3 separate regions of the Sus scrofa genome follow, and all the other regions are linked to region 2. The links are chromatin contacts, called in public HiChIP or PLAC-seq maps. All regions are on one chromosome and are shown on one strand. The core of a region is the stretch at or near the end of the contact, and the rest is flanking DNA. Distances in the headings are between cores, read along the strand shown.

Region 1 (3,986 bases), core at 614-3,113, 110 kb before region 2:
ATTCATGCATAAGCTTTTCCAATAAATGTATGGCTTCACCTCTTCGGGGTAAATACTGAGGAGGAGAATGGCTGGGTCATATGTTCAGTATTCATGAAGTTTCTTAAGGAGTCGCCAAATTGATTTCCAAGATCATTTTCTCCATGGAGTGAGGTGAGGTAACCACAGGGCTTACCTAACTGGTTTCCTGTTTCCCAGGGATCACTGGCTTTTGCTGACATCCACTTTCTTTAGAAGTCTTTGTTTGTTTGTTTGTTCTGTTTTGCTTTGTTTTGCTTTATGGCCTATGGAGGTTTCCAGGCCAGGGGCTGAATCAAGAGCTGTAGCTGCCGGCCACAGCCACGCTAGATCCAAGCCACATCTGTGACCTACACCACGGCTTTGTTTAAAGGTAACAATTCTGACACATGTAGATACCGTCAAACCATTACAACCTTCAAGATAATGAACACGTCCTTCAGTCCCAAAAGTGCCGGATCCTTAACCCACTGAGTGAGGCCAGGGATCGAACCTTGTCCTCATGGATGCTAGTCAGGTTCGTATCCACTGAGTGAGTCCAGGGATCGAACCTGTGTCCTCATGGATGCCAGTCAGATTCGTATCCACTGAGCCACAACGGGAACTCTTTCTTTAGAATTATTTCGTCTTACAGTTTGTCTTTTTAGCTGTTTCAAATAGCAGGATAAGTCCAGGTTCTGGTTTGTTTGTTTTTTTCTTCCCCTCCAGTTTTATGGATATAGAATTGACATATTGTGTAAGTTTAAGGTGTACCTGATGATTTGATACACCTGCATATTGCAAAATGATTCCCACAGTAGGGTGAGTTAACACATCCATTACTTCACATGACAATCACTTCTTTTTTATGGGGAGAACATTTAATCTTTATTCTCTTAGAAACTTCCACAGTCACCATGCTTGTTTATCAGTTCTCAGAACCCATTCATCTTATAAGTGGAAGTTTGTACCCATTCATCTTATAAGTGGAAGTTTGTCCACTTTGATTTCCATATAAGTGGAAGTTTGTACCCTCAGTTCCTGCACTCCGCAGAAATCCCCCTTTTTCTGTCTGTTTCTATGCGTTTGGCTATTGCAGATTTCATATATAAAGGAGGGCATACGGTATTGATGTTTCTCGGGCTTATTTCACTTAGCATAATGTGCTCAGGGTCCATCCGTGTTGCTAAAAAGGTCAGGGTAGCTCTTTCTCTCATAGCTGAATAATATTCCCATCTGTGTATTTATGTATCACAGCTTCTTGACCCATTTATCTGTGGATGGAGATGTGGTTGTCTCCAAATCTTGGCTACTGTGAATAAGGCCACAGTGCATATGGGAGTATAGCCATCTCTTTAATATTCTGTGTTCATTTCCATTGGATATACACCTAGAAGTGGGATTGCCAAATTGTACAGTATTTGCAGTTTTAACTTTTTGAGGAACCTCCATTCTGTTTCCTATAGTGGCTGTATCAATTTCAATTTCCACCAACAGGACAGAAAGATTCCGTTTTCTCCACATCTTTGCCAACACTCTCTTTTCTTTTTCTATGACTTTTTCTAGGCATTCTGACTGGTATGAAGTGGTACCTTATTTAGCTTTTTTTGGGGGGTGCCATACCTACAGCATATGGAAATTCCCAGGCGAGGGGTCGAATAGGAGCTGCAGCTGACAGCCTGCACCACAGCCACAGCAACGAGGAATCTGAGCTGCGGATGTGGACGTGACCTACACCACAGCTCATGGCAACATCAGATCTGTAACCCACTGAGCGAGGCCAGGGATCGAACCCGCATACTCCTTGGTACTAGTCAGGTTCGATACTGCTGAGCCACAACAGGAACTCCAATCTTACTGTAGTTTCGATTTGTACTTCCCTGATGATTAGTGTATTGAGCATCTTTTCCTTTAGAAAAACGTCTATTCAGGTCCTCTGCCCATTTTTTACTTTGTTATTTTGCTATTGAATTACATGCATTGCTTATATAATTTGGATATTACCCTCTTATCAGATATATGGTTTGCAAACATTCTCTCCCATTCTGTAATTCATCTTTTCAAGTTGTTGACTGTTTCCTTTGCTGTGCCGAAGACTTTTAGTTTAATGTAGCCCCGCTTGATGACTTCTGCTTTTTTTTTTTTTTTTTTTTTTTTTTGGCTTTTGTCCTCTTAGGGCCACACCCGTGGCATATGGAAGTTCCCAGACTAGGGGTCTAACTAGAGCTGTTGCTGCCGGCCTACACCACAGCCACAGCAACACAGGATCCGAGCCCTGTCGGTGACCAACACTACAGCTCATGGCAACGCCGGATCCTTAACCCACTGAGCGAGGCCAGGGATCAAACCCGCCACTTCATGGTTCCTAGTCAGATTCGTTTCTGCTGTGCCATGACGGGAACTCCAACTTTTGCTTTTGTTGCCTGTGCTTTTGGTGTCCAAAAAATTGTTGCCAAGTCATGTTCTTTATTCCATCTTGACTAGAAGATGAAGTTTCATCTGGTATTTTTTGTAATAGTTTCACTCTTTGACCATATTTTTTATTCTCTTGCTTGAATAATGACAAATCATATTCATCGAAAGTTTCTATTTGACAGTTTTATTATCTGAGATGCTTAGCAAACTAACCTTTGGATTTTCCACGTTTGCTACTTCTCTTTCAAGAAGTATCTTATGTATTCTGTGACACTGCCATATGAGGTCACTTTCAACAGGGTTTTATTTGAAGAAATCCTGTGCAGCCGGGATTTAAATGTGCCAAAGCAGTTTTAGAAGGGCTTCACTTGGTGCCCAAAGTTACTGCCAGCCGGGACCCACTGTTAGGTTAATTACTTGGCTGGAAATTCCTACAGTCCATTATAGTTTAAAAATCTAATCATTAAACCTAGATCAGGGCAAACCTCGGATTACGAATTCTCAAAGGAAAAATTTTCTACCTAGCTGAGCCATACAAGCTTCCTTAACATCTGCCTGTGCCAATGGGTGGACTTTTCTTCCCCTTAGGGTACAGTCTTTCAAGGATCCTAGTTACTTGCTGAGGTCTTTGTCTAAAGCCCCAGGCTGCACTGGACCAAGACTACAGCATCTGCCTCTACAATAAATCTAAGCCCCTTAGACATCTAGACTGACACGTCCTTCTCAGCCCTTCAGAGCTGCTGCAGTGACCGCTCATTCTTGGTGTTGCCATTGTTTGCTCGTTTTTGGCTTTTGGAATTTCCCTTATTTTCATGTGAAGTTAGGTTACATTGTGGCTGGTGATGCCACTAATGGCGATATTAAACTCAAAATATTAAAGAAGCTGGAATTTCTCAAAAGGCAATGCAATGGAAAGATTGTCAAACTTCAGAATGTAAGTATGGTCCTAAATTTGCCAAAACTTAAACATTCCCCCTAACACATTCTCCCATTTTTCATTTCAATTACTTACGTGTTGATTTCCAACTTGTATTCTTTCCGCTGGACTCATACATTGGAATCTATGCAAGTGGTTTTCAAACTATGTTCTGCGCAAGGAAACTCACCCACCCTTACGGGCTGAGATTTTTCTGAGTTTGGATAAAAGGGTTTCGATAAAAGATTGAAGCGTTAAAAATTGGAAAATCTGGAGTTCCCGTTGTGGCTCAGGGGCGACAAACCCAACTGGTACCCATGAGGATGCGGGTTCAATCCCTGGCCTTGCTCAGTAGGTTAAAGAATCTGGTGTTGCTGAGAGCAGTGGTGTAGGGTGCAGACTCGGCTCAGATCCTGTATTGCTGTGGCTGTGGTGTAGGCCAGCAGCTATAGCTCCAATTCGACCCCTAGACTGGGAACTTCCACATGCCATGTGCGCAGCCCTAGAAAGAAAGAAAGAAAGAAAAAGTTGGAAAATTCCTTTTCTATGAGATAATCCAAATGTTTAAAAAGTATAGAATATTTTTTTTTTAAGTTTTTTTTGCTTTTTAGGGACACACCGGAGACATATGGAGGTTCCAAGGCTAGGCGTCTAATCA
Region 2 (3,948 bases), core at 585-3,084:
AAAGAAAGAAAGAAAGAAAGAAAGAAAGAAAGAAAGAAAGAAAGAAAGAAAGAAAGAAATTATGGCTCCAAACCCAGAGCACAGAGAAAGTGAAAGATCTACACAAGGTCATAAAGCTAATCATTGCAGGGTCCAAAATATAATGCCGATTCATTATTCTACCCACAACTTCCTAACATGAAGAACGTGAACATCGGATGACTTTCAAAAGTCTCTGATGGTGCTCGGTGCAGACTGGAGGTTCAAATATTTGAATTCATGACGATGATCTAAAACAGTTTTCATCAGAAAGTTTACTTCGAATGATGAAGGATAAGTAATTAATCCTTCATCATGCAGATCACATTCACAGATTATTTCAAAACTCACGGTGCAGTTAAAACTTTGGGAAAGCACATTGAAACCTTGTGCTCTTCAAAACAGCCCTGACCAGAAACCCATCCACAAGCCGCACTTTTTCCTTCTTCATTTGCTCCCAGAGACCCAAGAGACTAAACATTAGGGCTCACCCCATTTTTCTAATGTCAGCCCGCATTTAAGATAACGCTTTTGTCTCATGTACAGCTCACATGCTGCTGACACAGCTGCCCCTTCTTTGTAATAAACACAGGGCTTCTATATTTAAAAATACAGTGAAACTTTGTTGTAACATCCCCTCCCGTCTCCAGCCAATTTTCTCTTCCAAGCCCCACCTCCAACCCCAGGATTCTCTATCGGCGGCACTCAAAACGTTAGACCTTTGTGCAAAGACAAGTTTCTTTAAAGACAACTCATCCTAGTGGTATTTCTCTTTTCCACTGTGTGTGTGTGTGTGTGTGTGTGTGTGTGTGTGTGTGTGTTGGGATTGGGGGGATGGGGGCGGAGAATGGGACAGATGCCCTGCCCCAGAGGCCTTCCGAAGCCAAGGCACTCAAGTCTGTGGCTCTGGAGTCTGGGGTAGTTTTGTGAACCACGGCCAGCGACCCGACGTCCAGTTGGGAGGACCTCGCAGGCCGGCCTCGGGGCGGGGCTCCGGCGCCGCGGGAGCCCCGGGTGGACACGCGGCCGATGGGGCGGCCGCGGGCAGCGGCGCGGTGGCGAAATTGGTGCCCGCGGGCATCGGAGATCCCCCGCCCGCCCTCGGCTCCCCCCAGCCCTGCCCGGGGGCTGCCTTGGGGCGGGGGTGTTTCTAGTAAACACCCGGCCAAGATAAGGAGGACTTGCGAGCCAGGCGAGGGCTCCCGGAGGCCGAAGGCTGGGGACAAACACTCCCCGCGTCGCTTGGGACCGTCAGAAGGGGGCGGCCGAGGAGGAGGGTGTGGGCCCGAGGTGGGGCGCTGGGGGCAGATAAGGCGAGGCCGGAGTTAATCATCACCTCCCGAGCGTTTGGAAAGGGACGGCCCGGGGACTGGAGGAGCTGGAGGGCGGCCCGGGGAAAGTGAAACTCCTTCCTCGCGGCTCAGCCCCGCCAGGCTCCAGCGGGAGCACCGGGACCCTGAGCGTGGTCGCTCCGCCAGCCCGGCCGGCGCAGCACTCGTGGCTCCCAAAGCCGCAGCCCAGATCACGGCGTCTCTAACAAGTACACTAAAGCGAGTTTTCCACCGTATCACCCACCAAAAGAAGGGAGAAAAAGAGCCAGAGCCATTGGAAATAAAATAAAAGTTACCCCCAGGGCCCATTTCTAAAAGTGGTTGCAACGTTCCCATACCGGGAGTCGAACCCGGGCCGCCTGGGTGAAAACCAGGAATCCTAACCGCTAGACCATATGGGAAGTGCTGCTGAGAGCACGGCGGTGACTCACCTGACAAGCGCAAACGCTGCCTCTGTTCCGTCTCTACCTCCCGCCACCATCCGAGCCGCCGCCGCCGCCGCTGTTGCTTGCTGCCCACGCGCTCGCGAGCCAGGGAACGCGCCCGTCCCGAGCGCGCGGGCGTCCCGGGGGCGGGGCGGGGTCGCTCCGCCGCCTCGGGAAAGTTTTGAGGCCAAGCTCCACGAGTCGCGGTCCTGAAACCAACTGTTTCACCTCTCTTTTTTGAACTCCGCCAACAGCCCCCAGCCTACAGGTCCGGGCTGCTCCGCTGGTCAAAGTGCGTGCGGACTAGTTGGCAAAGTTGAGGGCGGCGACGTCTCTGGGAACAGCTGTTTGCGTTCGGGGCGGAGGCGGCGCGCGAGCTCCTGGGCCACGGGCCAGCGAGCCTAGAAGAAGGGTGGAGGTTCTGGATCCCAGGGGGAGAGAGAGAGAAAAAAAGGAGAGATGACGCGGGGACGTGAGGCTCGAGCTTCCCGGCCTTCAGCTCAGGTCCCGTCGCGCTTTCGCCCCTTCTCGGTGACCTCAACCCCTTTATAGCGACCCCACCTCTCCGGAGCCGGGAGTACCGCCCCTGGAGGAGGAGGGGAAGGGGAGGAGATTTCAAACGCGGATTGAGTCGTCTGGGCACCCGTAGTTGGGAACCGGGGAGCACTGGTCCGGAGGAAGGAGGGAGGCGTCCGGGGCTCGGAGGCTCCGGTGGGCCTCGCGGTGATCCGGGCTCGGACTCTCCCTGTGTGGGGCACGCGAGCCTTAATCGGACCCGGGGGCGACCCGCGGAGCGGCTGGTCCAGTCATGTGAGTCAGGTCTCAGGCTCTAAACAAGGAGGTCTTGTTTCTCCGGGAGGCCCTTTCCCCGCCGGGTCTCTTCCTCCGCCACCACCCCCTCTCCCCCCGCCCGCGGCCGGGGGCGTGACGGACGCTCTCTTAACTCGCTCGGGACCGGCGGCCGACTGGCGGGGCCGGTTCTCCGTGCGGCGTAGGGATGCTACCCCGCGGAGCGCCCTGGGGGCCTGGAGTACGGACCCCTGGAGGGAGGCTGGCGGCCTCTGGAGGTTGGACGGCCGCCGGGATGCTACGGAGCGCTCCCTCCACCTAGCGGGTCGGAAGCCGCGAGCATCCTTTTCGTTTCTCTCGAGCTGGAACCCCGGGGTATTGTGAAAGTATAGGGCTGGACCGCGGCCACCGCTGCCTCCTCCCATCACTAGAAGCGGGCAGCCCTGGTGAGCTTCTAACTTTTTTTAGTTTTTGGTTTTACCGGCTGAGAGATCCTTTGGCTTTTCCAACTCTCTTTTTCTTCCCCTGAGGCTCAAATTGTATTAACTGATGGTCTTAGAGGGATCACAGTCACGCATTGGAGGCGTCTTCTGCTTTGTTCTTTGGGTGGAAATAACGTGATTTAAAGCAAACTTTACGAGTTTCTTCATGCCTCCATTGCCGTAACCTCCAAAAATTCCAGAAAGGAGTCGAAGGGATAAGTAATCTTCTCCAAGATGATCTTTATTTCTTCACGCGGATGACAGTAAAAAATGAGAAATTTTGTTTAAGCTGTTTCGTTTAGGAGACTTTTAAAGCCGATGCAGACTTTTTCTACTCCACTGGCAATAGAATTATAGTTGATTGCTTTCAATCAGCTAAATAATGAAGCAGGGTGCTGTGTGTAACAAGACAAGATTCAGTAGCAGTGCCTTATATTTCGGCCTCTTTAAGATGTAAGTCATGTAAAAATCTTTTTAAATTCTAAATGAACTTAAACTTATTTTTCTCTTTTCCAGGGCAGACTACTGGAAGTCACAACCAAAGAAATTCTGTGATTACTGCAAGTGCTGGATAGCAGACAATAGGCCTGTATGATAATTCCTCTATTCCTCTATTATTAGAGATTCTAATAATAATAAAGTCTTTCTTTCTGACTTAAACTCAGAGCTTACAAAACACTTTCATATACATTGCTCTTGACTTTTCAAAACATGAGCAATTTCTATTGTCTTTTCATTCTTAGTAGGGAAGCTGTGAGCCTTCTTTTTCATCAGCCCAAATTTGATTATATACTAAGCCAAATTATTTCTCTGTGGCCCTTCAGTCACATTCAGGAACTGGACAATGAGTGGGTAATCGCATTCATGTGTATGCAACACCTACATTTATAATGGTGCTGTTTG
Region 3 (4,195 bases), core at 1,503-4,002, 79 kb before region 2:
ATTTGCCATGCAGCAAATGCACTAGAAACACACAAACACACAGAGAAAACAGGATGTAACAGTAAGCGCTCAGGCTCTAGACTCAGAATGACCCTATTTAAGGCCAGATTACACATCATGTCCTGGGTGTGCCTGAACTCAGGCAAATTATTCAGTCTCCCTAGGATTTAGTTTTTGCGTCCACCTAAAATAAGAAGAAAAAAAAAAATTCCTAGAGTTGTAAAAATTCAATAACATGTAAATACCCCACTTAGATGGCATGGCATATAGTAAGCATTCAATAAAAACATTTTTTTGATGATCAAAGTCTTTTAATATTTGATTTAAAACTTGGCTTACTACTTATACACATGTCAGATCATCACACTGTACATGGTAAGCAAGTTCTATGTAAATTGTACCACAACAGAGCTGGAGGAGGAAAAACTTGGCTTACCACCACCTTACATTGATAGGCATGGTTTTCCAATTTTGTTTTGAGTAAGAGGAGTTCCTTTAAAAAAAAAACTGGGGCCGGGAGTTTCCACTGTGGCACAGTGGTTAACGAATCTGACTAGGAACCATGAGGTTGTGGGTTCGATCCCTGGCCTCGCTCAGTGAGTTAAGGATCCAGCATTGCCGTGAGCTGTGGTGCAGGTCACAGATGCGGCTCAGATCTGGTATTGCTGTGGCTGTGGTGTAGGCCGGCGGCAGCAGCTCCAATTAGACCCCTAGCCTGGGAACCTCCATAGGCCGAGGGTGTGGCCCTAAAAAGGCAAAAAAAAAAAAAAAAAAAAAAGAAGCAAAAGCTGGATATATATATACATACACACATACACACATGTGTGTGTGTTCACTTTGTGACAATTTACCAAACTGTACACTTATGATTAGTGAGTCTTTGTGTTTATGCTATACTTCACTAAAAAGCTTCAAAAGCAGAAGTCCATATGATGGGAGAAACAGAACTTGAAAATGCCTTCAACTCACTATTTTCGAGTTCTCAGCTCTGAGCAGTGCTCTCTGGCAGAGGTGAAAGCAGAGCAGTTCGGGGGAGGAGCCTGGGACCAGCTTGAGTACCAGGAGGGTGTTCCCTCATTCCCTCGTATAGACCATGAGAAAAATGAAACATCATCTCTACACATGGCACATCTAGATGGCCAAACACGCCCCCAAATCAGAGTGACGGGTGAACAAAATGAGTCAATTAAAATCCTTGAAACAATTTTCCGTGGTACAGTTTTAAAAAATTAATTTGGGGGACTAGATGAAGATATGAACATATCTGTATTCTAAGAGCATAAAACATAATCCTCCTCTCCCTACACAGTTCCCCATCCCCAGGAGCTACCACTGTTACCAGTTTCCAAAGTACATTTAAAATGATTTCAGGAATTGACGGATTACATAAAAAAAAAAAAAAAAAAAAAAGCCAGGATTGTGCAATAGGTCTCTGGGTCTCCGCATTAAGTTTCTGTGGAGGATTCCTCACAGCCAGATTCTCGGCATACTTTGCAAATCTGTCCTTAAAACAGCTTCTTTATCTGCAAATGAGGATATCTCTGTAGACTCACTCAAGCTCTTTACGGGGCTTATCCCTTCCAATCTCTATTTTTTTTTTTTTTTTTCCAAATCTCTATTTTAAAAGAAAGTGAAAAGCCGTTTTCGCAATCCGGCAGAGAAGTCTTAGAGAGCTGCAGACACACCGCCCAACACACTGGTCTAACTTAGGAACATACTTTTGTGACTGAAAGAAAATGTAGTATATGAATCCAGTTTTTTATTGTATTATTATTATTATTTTGTCTTTTTGTCTTTTCTAGGGCCGCACCTGCGGCATATGGAGGTTCCCAGGCCAGGGGTCCAATCGGAGCTGCAGCCACCGGCCTACACCACAGCCACAGCAACTCAGGATCCGAGCCATGTCTGCAACCCACACCACAGCTCATGGCAACGCCGGATCCTCAACCCACTGAGCGAGGCCAGGGATCGAACCGCAACCTCGTGGTTCCTAGTTGGATCCTTAACCATTGAGCCACGATGGGAACTCCTTAAATTTTTAATATGGACATGTATGTGGGAGTAAGTGAAAATCCCCATTATCACAACTGCAATTCCTATAAAAGGCTACTTAATATTCTTTTAGTCTTTCAGATCCTCTTTCTCCGTCAAGGTTCCTTTTCTCTCTTATCCTCTCCCCTCACAGAATGGTTATGGAATTTGGACTTTCTCAAGTCAAAGACGCAATGCCAATGCACGTGCTGTCACTTTGCATTGTGTTTCTGGGCAATACTCCTTTCATCATTCAAGCTCTCTCGAGATACCTCTTTACAAAGACGTTCCTTCTTCATAAAAGGAGGAAAACAGCTGCCACACACTGTACAGGGCTTATGGCGAGGATCAAAAGAGAAAAAGCACATGCCTACAGGACTTGGCAAAGCTAAGAGACAATAAATATCCCCTCACATAGTTAAAGTATCTATCGTGAGCTTGAGTGGCACAGTGGGTTAAGGATCCGGCATCGTCACTGCCAGGGCTCAGGTCCCTCTGGCAGCTTGGCTTCCATTCTGGGCCCCGAACTTCTACATGCTGCAGGTGCAGCCAAAAAAAAAAAAAAAAACCCCAAAGAAACAAAACTACCTTAAAATTAGCCTCCTGTTCGTGTGCACATGCACGCACTCTGCCAGTTTTTGGTATCAGTGTTATACGGGCTCTGTCAAAATGAATTAGGGAACTTCTCTCTCTGAACTGAAACTGTTTAAATGATTCACTAAAGCTTAAAATAGCTCACCCATGAAACTCTTGGGCCTACCAGTCTTAGGTATGTGGAGACTGTTCCCTGGCAATCTCCTCAGGGTTTTGTTGGTGTCGCTGTTACTAGTACATTTCCATTTTAAACAAAATACCAAATATTGATTACTACCATTTCTTTCTTTTTTTTTTTTTTTTTTTTTGGGCTTTTAAGGGCTGCTCCCGAGGCATATGGAGGTTCCCAGGCCTAGGGGTCAAATCAGAGCTGTAGCCACCGGCCTACACCACAGCCAGAGCAACGCCAGATCCAAGCCACATCTGCAACCCACACCACAGCTCACGGCAACACCACACCCCTAACCCCCTGAGCAAAGCCAGGGATAGAACCTGCATCCTCTTGAATGCTAGTCAGATTCGTTGCTGCTGAGCCACGAAAGGAACTCCCCTGATTACTACCATTTTGATTCCAAAAACTTAACAATACTTCAATGCATGAGCTCAAGTGATTAAAAAAAAAAACAAAAAAAAAAAACGCTACACAGTTCTGCATCATCTCTTAATAGAAATACAAACAAATCAAGTGCTATCAAGAAAAGTAATGAAGAAATAAATGAACAAAAAGTAAGGCAAACTATCCACTAACTGATGTTCTAAAAGAACGTTATTAAATCACAGTAGGAATCCAGATCTTTTGGTGAATAAACTACAGTATTTTGAATAATACCCTTGTGAGGTTGCCCTGGGACTCTATTACAGGTTTCTGAAATAGTTCCAGTTATCCGGTAATAAACACAAGTCTATCACAGAAAATGAGAAGAATACTTACACTGTGATTTGTGCGAATCACAGTGTATGTGGAGAATAGTCTGTAAACTATAAAGGGCTCTGCAAAATGTTCGCAGTGTTATTTTTACACTTTACTCAACACAAGAGCAGCTAATGTTTTCCTGGCACAGAGGTTAACATCCAAAGTAGCATCGGGGCACGACATTTAAATATAAGCTACTATGAGTCCCCTTCTTCCCAGTAGCTCTTTTTTTCCAATTCCTAGGTTTTTAAGGATTATGCACCTTTTATAAATATCACAATGTAGATAAATATTATGTGGCAGGCAATAGTTTTGTATAAGAGAAAAATGATTCAAATTTCTGGTAATTAACATCATCAAAGTACCTCCTTAATCCAATTAAAAAGAAACCCACTACAGGGCTATGTAAAAAGCATCCTCCAGTCTATCTTTAAGAGTTCCTTGGAGTTCCCGTCGCGGCTCAGGGGTTAATGAACTGACTAGGAACCATGAGGTTGCGGGTTCGATCCCTGGCCTCGCTCAGGGGGTTAAGGATCCAGCGTTGCCATGAGATGGGGTGTATGTAGGTCGCAGACGCGGCTCGGATTCCGAGTTGCCGTGGCTGTGGTGTAGACTGGTGGCTACAGCTCCATTAGACCCCTAGCCTGGGAACCTCCA

The links. HiChIP or PLAC-seq counts read pairs in DNA pulled down with a chosen protein or histone mark.
Region 1: a contact with region 2 is called in an H3K27ac HiChIP or PLAC-seq map of alveolar macrophages. The contact joins the enhancer-like site here to the promoter of WBP4 in region 2. A contact is called at or near these places in 1 of 5 promoter capture datasets (liver), 5 of 47 Hi-C or Micro-C datasets (epiblast stem cells, heart right ventricle, liver and 2 more) and 2 of 2 datasets of contacts at active chromatin or transcription factors (alveolar macrophages and skeletal muscle).
Region 3: an H3K27ac HiChIP or PLAC-seq map of alveolar macrophages shows a contact between it and region 2. The contact joins the enhancer-like site here to the promoter of WBP4 in region 2. A contact is called at or near these places in 2 of 5 promoter capture datasets (both in liver), 7 of 47 Hi-C or Micro-C datasets (blood, heart right ventricle, omental adipose tissue and 3 more) and 2 of 2 datasets of contacts at active chromatin or transcription factors (alveolar macrophages and skeletal muscle).

What each region holds. Positions count from the first base shown.
Region 1 is chr11:25,877,203-25,881,188 of Sscrofa11.1, reverse strand. The region is part of intron 5 of ELF1 (ETS-related transcription factor Elf-1); the gene reads right to left. Among named protein-coding and RNA genes, the nearest start is that of SUGT1, 26 kb to the left of the region's middle. Within about 2 kb of position 1,863, at least 1 of the 83 cell types and tissues checked has an H3K27ac peak or open chromatin away from gene starts, as enhancers often do. A contact at or near this core is called in alveolar macrophages, where this site is marked.
Region 2 is chr11:25,770,441-25,774,388 of Sscrofa11.1, reverse strand. WBP4 (WW domain-binding protein 4) reads left to right here and starts at 1,834. Exons shown (of 10, transcript XM_021065642.1): 1 at 1,834-2,066; 2 at 3,562-3,634. ELF1 (ETS-related transcription factor Elf-1) reads right to left here and starts at 2,299. Exons shown (of 9, transcript XM_021065635.1): 1 at 1,781-2,299. It overlaps TRNAE-UUC (a tRNA gene), which reads right to left and starts at 1,750; the gene lies at 1,679-1,750.
Region 3 is chr11:25,850,493-25,854,687 of Sscrofa11.1, reverse strand. The region is part of intron 2 of ELF1 (ETS-related transcription factor Elf-1); the gene reads right to left. Among named protein-coding and RNA genes, the nearest start is that of SUGT1, 53 kb to the left of the region's middle. Within about 2 kb of position 2,752, at least 16 of the 83 cell types and tissues checked have an H3K27ac peak or open chromatin away from gene starts, as enhancers often do. A contact at or near this core is called in alveolar macrophages, omental adipose tissue and skeletal muscle, where this site is marked.